Regions from separate parts of the Mus musculus genome. Here region 2 is linked to region 1. Evidence: chromatin contacts called from public ChIA-PET data. All regions are on one chromosome and are shown on one strand. The core of a region is the stretch at or near the end of the contact, and the rest is flanking DNA. Distances in the headings are between cores, read along the strand shown. Region 1 holds the start of Adgre5 (adhesion G protein-coupled receptor E5). Region 2 holds the start of D8Ertd738e (DNA segment, Chr 8, ERATO Doi 738, expressed).

Region 1 (3,291 bases), core at 287-2,786:
AGTGCTGGGACGAAAGGTGTGCGCCACCATGGCCCAACTTGAACCCAGAATTTACTAAGGTAAAAGGAAGGCCTGACACCCCTGGTAGTTTATGCCTGTGATCCCAGCAGGCTTAGGCTTTGGAGACAGGAAGTCAGGAGTTCAGTGCCATCCTAGGCTACATAGAGTTGAAAGACAGCCTGGGCTGTTTGAGACCAGACCGTGTTTCAGAGAAAAAAAGAAAAAGAAAATCAATATTTTGAAAAATCACTAGATGTGTCTGAGAATGTAGTTCCCTTGGTAGAGTGCTTGTCCAGCATACACAAAGCCTTGGGTTTGGCATTCTTCCCGCCCCCAACACACACACATGAAAAGAAACCATAGTTACACAAGTAACTCAAACAGGAAGCCAGTGTACATCACATGACTCTCTATAGACTGTGGCAAGGTCAGTGCGTGTAACCAAAAAGCCCTGCCGTGGTAAGCCATGTCCCGTGGTCAAAGCTCTCTCTTCCTCTATTTTAAGTCCTTATTACGTTTTTTGTTTGTTTATTTGTTTTGGCTTTTTGAGACAGGGTTTCTCTGTGCAGTCCTGGCTGTCCTGGAACTCACTCTCTAGACCAGGCTGGCCTCGAACTCAGTAATCCGCCTGCCTCTGCCTCTCAAGTGCTGGGATTACAGGCATGCGCCACCACTGCCCGGCCCCTTATTACGTTTTATTTATTGACTTGTTTATTTAGTGTTTGGGTTTGTGTGTGGCACCGTGTGCCCGTGAAGGTCAGAGGACAACTTCCAGGAGTTGGCTCTCTCCTTCCATCATGGAGGTCCTGGGTATCAGAAATCAGGTCGTTAGGTTTTGGGGCAAGTGCCTTTACCCGCTGAACCATCTTGGTAGCACTTCCCTCCCCCACTTTATTATTTTTTATTTTTGCGATAGACTCATGCTTCGTAGGCCTGGCTGGCCTGCAACTCTTAAGTGGCCAAAAACGGCCTCCGGTTTAGCCTCTGCTTTCCAGAGAACGGTATTAGTATAGGCCAACGCAGCCATGCCATGACCCCTTGTCTTTTTGGGCAAGGTCTTTTGTAGCGCGGGCAGGCTTCAAAAGCGACAAAACGGAGGATGAGTTGAACTCCTGATTAGTGCTGGGATTACAGGCTAGCGGTCCTCTGCCGGCTTATGTGGCTTTGAGGCTAGACAGGGCCTCGGGCAGGTTAAGCAAGCACTGCGCACACTGAGCCGCATCTCCAAACCTTGATGTCTCTCGTTCCTGGACAGTCAGCCCGGCAGGACCCTCAGTCCTCTTCTGGTTCTTATTTGGCCCCTGGCTTCTCTGAACTTCAGTTTCTCTCTTGGAAAAGAAGCCGACAAGTCCTGCTGATGGGAAAGGCGAGGGTCGCCCAGGACATCGTTCGGGTGGGAGCTCCACCCAGCTCTGTCCGATGTGCCTGGTCCCCGTCCCAGGACGCCTGAACCACACCACCCAGCTCCCCGCGGGGGCGGGTGTCGGAGCCGCGCGCGGGGGGGGGGGGGGAGGAATGTTGCGTTTGTTCCAGACGCGGGCGCGCGGCGCGCCCTGGGTCTGTTTCCCCGGCACTTTCCTGTTACTTTCCAGCGGGGAGGACAGTTCCGGGGAGGGCCCTGCTCACGCCCGCTGCATAAAAGCCCAGCCCAGCCGGCCGCCACAGCCCTCTATCAACCCCAGACGCTGTCCGTTCCGTGCCGCGCCACCATGAGGGGCGTCAGATGCCCCGGCCTGCTTGGTGAGACCTCGGGGTTGCGCGGAGCCGGGAGGGAACTCGCGGGACGTGGCCAGGAGGGGCAGGGACAGTCGAAGCCGGCGCACCTGTGCGCCCCAGAGGGCTCTCCAGGGGGTGTCAGATCCTAATGGGCTTGAGTGTTGCCAGTTTGGAGACTAAGAGGGAGAAACTGAGGCACGGGGGCAGTTAAAGAGGGTAACAAAGCAGGCATGGTGTCACAGGGCATTAGGGAGGCTGAGGCAGCAGGGTCACCAATTTCAGGTCAGCTTGTGCTACACAGCAAGACCCTGTCTCAAAAGAACAAAAGAAAAAGAAATGCAGGCTAGAGGCTGGGGTGGTGCCGAGGTCAAGAGCATTAAGAGAGGACCTGGCTGGGTCCCAGCACCTATATGGTGGCTCACAAGTGTCTGTAACTCCAGTTCCTGGGGATTCACACTGTCTTCTGCATCCACGGGCAACAGACATGCAGTGCACAGACATACATGCAGTGTACAATAATACATGCAGTGCACAAACATACATGCAGGCAAAACACATACAGTTTAAAAAAAAAAAAAGCTAAAAAGAACTGTAGGTTAAAGTACACTTTGCAAACTGTTGCCCAAACAGACGCTCTCAATGTGAAGAGAAACCCACGTGAGGGTGCCCATTTCTTCGAGGGTGGGAACTCCCCCTGCCCCAGTCTGTCCCCTGCTGTCTCCGTGCCAGGAACAGGCAGAGAATCTCCTTGGGACTTGTCTGGGACGGAGCTGCTGGCTGAAAGGAACTTACCAGGCTGTGGTTTGAACTTGGCTTTCATCATGACTTTCCCGCCCCACCCTGGGTGCCTCAACCGTTGTTTGATGGCTAAGTCACCTAAGTAACTTGACAACAAACAGTGAAAAAATGGAACGGGGCACCAGCTGGAGTTACCCCAAGATATGGAACTTGGGGCACAAACTGGGGTCACCCTAACCACAATGACTGGCCTGAGTGCTAGTGACAGGTGGCAGGCAGCTCAGTAGCCATGGACCTAGAACCAGGAAATAGAGTCCCAGGGTGTCACAGTTGGTGGCAAACAGCTGCAGGGGCCTGCCTGGCTGTCACTAAGCTGGGTCACAGTGACTTTGGGCTGCACTTTCCTCCTCTGTAAAATGGAACAAGACCAGCTGTATTTTACCATATTGTTTCAAGGGCCAAGAGTTTGTGTACAAACTTTCTGGTTTACAGTTTGAATTAACTGAACATGTGGGTGTGGTGTCTGTGTCTGCTATCAGAGTACCTAGCGAGTAGAGGCAGGAGGGTCAAAAGTTCAAGGTCATTCTCTGCTGTATACTGAGTTTGAGACCACATGATACCTTGTCTTCAAAACCAACCAAGCAGCCTCGCTAGTTGGATTCTCAGGTTTTGAATCCCAGTATTAGAGAGGCGGAGGCAGGAGGCTTCCATGATCCTGGGAGTTGGAGGCCAACCTGGTCTACATAGTAAGTTCCAGGCCAGCCGGAACTACACAATGAAATACTGCAGGAAGCACAAAGGCTGCCCTACCCCCACTTCTGGATTCTCTAAGCAGGA
Region 2 (3,286 bases), core at 530-3,029, 510 kb before region 1:
TCCGTGCCCTGCCCTGACTTCCTCTGGTTTTATAATAAAGTTCTCAAATGGCTACCCAAAGTTCATCTTCACCCACACTCCCTCTTCCAGCTGCAGGAACAGATATGGTTTGCCAGGTTCTGCAGAGTTTCAGCATCCACAGCAAAGCTGCCTAAGGTCGCGTCCCAGGCTCATCCTTGGAATGATCTATGCATGGGATGAAAGACAGATGTGGCGGTCACACACCTGTAATCTCAGCACCTGGGAGGCTCAGGCAGGAAGATTTGGAGTTTAGGCTACCCTGGGCTACAGATTCAAACAGACAAACAAAAGTAGAGATAATCAGGATGTTCTCTTAGTTACATTTGAATTTTTTTGTTGTTGTTGATTCTATTTTGTTTTGTTTTGTTTTTTCTAGACAGGATTTTTCTGTGTCTCCTTGGCTATCCTGGAACAATCTGTAGATCAGGCTGGCTTCAAACTCAGAGATCCTCCTGCCTCTGTCTCCCAAGTGCTGGGATTAAATGCATGCACCACTACTGGCTATTTACTTTTATTTATGTGTGAGTGTTTTACATGCAAACCCCTGGTGCTCTCCCAGACCAGAAAAGGGTACCAGATCTCCTGGAACTGGAATTACAAGTGGTTGTGAGCTGCCATATGGGAGCTGGGACCCAGGAACTAAACCTCTGTGCTAGAACAAGTCCTATAAAAGAAGACACCAAAGTTCAGTAATCAAGATAAATATTTGTGTTTTAAGGCAGTCTCTTTGTAGCTCTGGCTGCCCTTGGACTTGCTCTATGGACCAGGCTACCCTAGAACTCACAAAGATCCACCTACCTCTGCCTCTTGAGCAAAAGGTCAAAAGTGTGAGCCCCTACAACCTGCTTTGCTTTATTCTTGAGAGTCTGTGAACCTGGAATTCAGCTATCAGGCTAGACTCCAGGGGTCCTCCCGCTTCAGCCAACTTAGCACTGGGATAGCAGGTGTGTGCACCAGCGAATGGTGGGGATACCACTCAGGTTCTCATACATAAACAATATGCACTTTACCCCTGAGCCATGTTCCCAGCCACCAGGTGCATATTTTAAATCTTTTAAAATTAAAAAGAACACAGTTGGGGCTGTGTCTATAGCTGTGGCAACTCTTGTGCTGAAAATATGAGGCTGCTCTCTGTCCCCAGCACAGCTGTAAAATTAATGCATTAATGTGAGGGATTTTTTTTTTTTAGTGATATCTTTATTCTGGTTTATTCTGGTGGAAGTGATCTATGGGAGTCAGTTCGCTGCCTCCCAAGTGCTGATATTAAATGCCTGTGCCACCACCCAGGATCAAACTCAAATAAGCATGGCAGCAAGCATCTTTACCCACCAAGTCACATCACCAATGATTACTGAACGTTTTTGACACTCCTTTAATTTTCCTCCAAAAACGAGCTCCTCGTTTACCAGACTCCAAGCTTTATTTGAAGTTTTATGTATAAAAAAGAGCACTGACTGCTTGTGCTTGGAGAGGTCCTGAGTTCAATTCCCAGCAACCACATAGTGGCTCACAAACATCTGTAATGGAATCCGATGCCCTCTTCTAGAGTGTCTGAAGACAGACTACAGTGTACTCATATAAATGAAATAAATAAATCATTTTTTTAAAACGCGCATGTTTTACAATACACAAATGTGGTCCCACCCCTGAAAATGGTAATTAATTTTCCTTCCAACTTTTTAGACAGCGGTTCCTTTAAGTGCGCCGCTCTGTGTCGGGTGAGGCCTTGAGACTTTGCGTCCCACTGTAGCCAATGACGTCTTCGACTTCCGCTTTTCTGCACGTGGCCCCGCCTCTTCCGGGTTGCGGTAGAACATGGCGCAGGGACAACGCAAGTTCCAGGCGCAGAAACCTAAAAGCAAGGCTGCCGCGGCGGAGCGGAGCCGCGGGCCTCGGAAAGGCGGTAAGGAATGAGGTGGGGAGCAGGGAGAGAGGATGGCGGACTTGAGGTGGCCCGCCGAGGCTCACCGGCTGGTGTCTCTCCCCCAGGTCGAGTCATCGCTCCCAAGAAGGCGCGCGTTGTTCAGCAGCAGAAGTTGAAGAAGGTGAGTGAAGCGATGCAAGTGATCCGGGATGACGGACGGACAGCCGAGAGGGTTCCCAACTGCAAGGCTTTGTCCTCCGCTAGTTGGATGAATCCTGGCCCGCCCTTAGCTTCTGAGCGCTTCAGATGCGCGTTAGGGACTGCCAGCAGATAGCCTCGAGTTGTTGTTTATTGTGTATGAATATTTAGCCTGAGTGTGCGCGCGAGTGTGGCACAAGTGTCTGTGCCTTGTACCCGACGAGATTAGAAAAGGATGCCCAAAACCCTAGAACTAGAGTTATTAACGGGTTTTGAGCCATCATGTGTGTGCTGGGAACTGAACCCTGGTCTTAGTCAGGCGGGTGTGATAGCCCAGACTTTTTTTTTATTAGATATTTTCTTTATATACATTTCAAATGTTATCCCGAAAGTTCCCTATACCCTCCCCCCGCCCTGCTCCCCTACCCACCCACTCCCACTTCTTGGCCCTGGCATTCCGCTGTACTGGGGCATATAAAGTTTGCAATACCAAGGGGTCTCTCTTCCCAGTGATGGCCGACTAGGCCATCTTCTGCTACATATGCAGCTAGAGATACAAGCTCTGGGGGTACTGGTTAGTTCATATTGCTGGTCCACCTATAAGGTTGTAGACTCCTTCAGCTCCTTGGGTGCTTTCTCTAGCTTCTCCATTGGGGGCCCTGTGTTCCATCTTATAGATGATTGTGAGCATCCACTTCTGTATTTGCCAGGCACTGGCATAGCCTCATACAAGACAGCTATTACAGGGTCCCTTCAGCAAAACCTTTCTGGCATATGCAATAATGTCTGGGTTTGGTGGCTGATTATGGGATGGATCCCCGGGTGGGGTAGTCTCTGGATAGTCCATCCTTTTGTCTTAGCTCCAAACTTTGTGATAGCCCAGACCTTTAATCCCAGCACTCTAGAGGCAGAGGCAGGCAGATCTCTGAGTTCAAGGCCAGCTTGGTCTATAGAGCAAGGTCCACCACAGCAGATAGATAGATAGATAGATAGATAGATAGATAGATAGATAGATAGATAGATAGATAGATAGATAGATAGATAGATAGATAGAGCTTTTAACGGCTGAGTGATGTTCTAGCCTCCAAAATAATGTTTTAATTATGTGTGGTGTGTGCACCTGAGTGCATATGCCCACAGAGGCCAGAAGATGGCATCTGATCTGGAATTGCAGATGGTATGAGCTACAAGCCAGACCTGGGT

What was found. ChIA-PET counts read pairs in DNA pulled down with a chosen protein or histone mark.
Region 2: a contact with region 1 is called in an RNA polymerase II ChIA-PET map of effector CD8 T cells, with 8 read pairs. The contact joins the promoter of D8Ertd738e here to the promoter of Adgre5 in region 1. A contact is called at or near these places in 1 of 39 promoter capture datasets (embryonic stem cells), 1 of 484 Hi-C or Micro-C datasets (embryonic stem cells), 4 of 115 datasets of contacts at active chromatin or transcription factors (bone marrow-derived macrophages, effector CD8 T cells, embryonic stem cells and 1 more) and 2 of 9 other capture datasets (adipose tissue and embryonic stem cells).

Annotation. Positions count from the first base shown.
Region 1 is chr8:83,739,556-83,742,846 of GRCm38.p6, reverse strand. It overlaps Adgre5 (adhesion G protein-coupled receptor E5), which reads left to right and starts at 1,536. Exons shown (of 20, transcript NM_011925.2): 1 at 1,536-1,740. The coding sequence starts at 1,710. It overlaps Gm46046 (predicted gene, 46046), which reads right to left and starts at 1,561. Exons shown (of 2, transcript NR_168527.1): 1 at 1,231-1,561.
Region 2 is chr8:84,248,254-84,251,539 of GRCm38.p6, reverse strand. It overlaps D8Ertd738e (DNA segment, Chr 8, ERATO Doi 738, expressed), which reads left to right and starts at 1,779. Exons shown (of 3, transcript NM_001007571.2): 1 at 1,779-1,924; 2 at 2,011-2,066. The coding sequence starts at 1,837. It overlaps Mri1 (methylthioribose-1-phosphate isomerase 1), which reads left to right. Exons shown (of 5, transcript NM_026423.4): 5 at 1-964.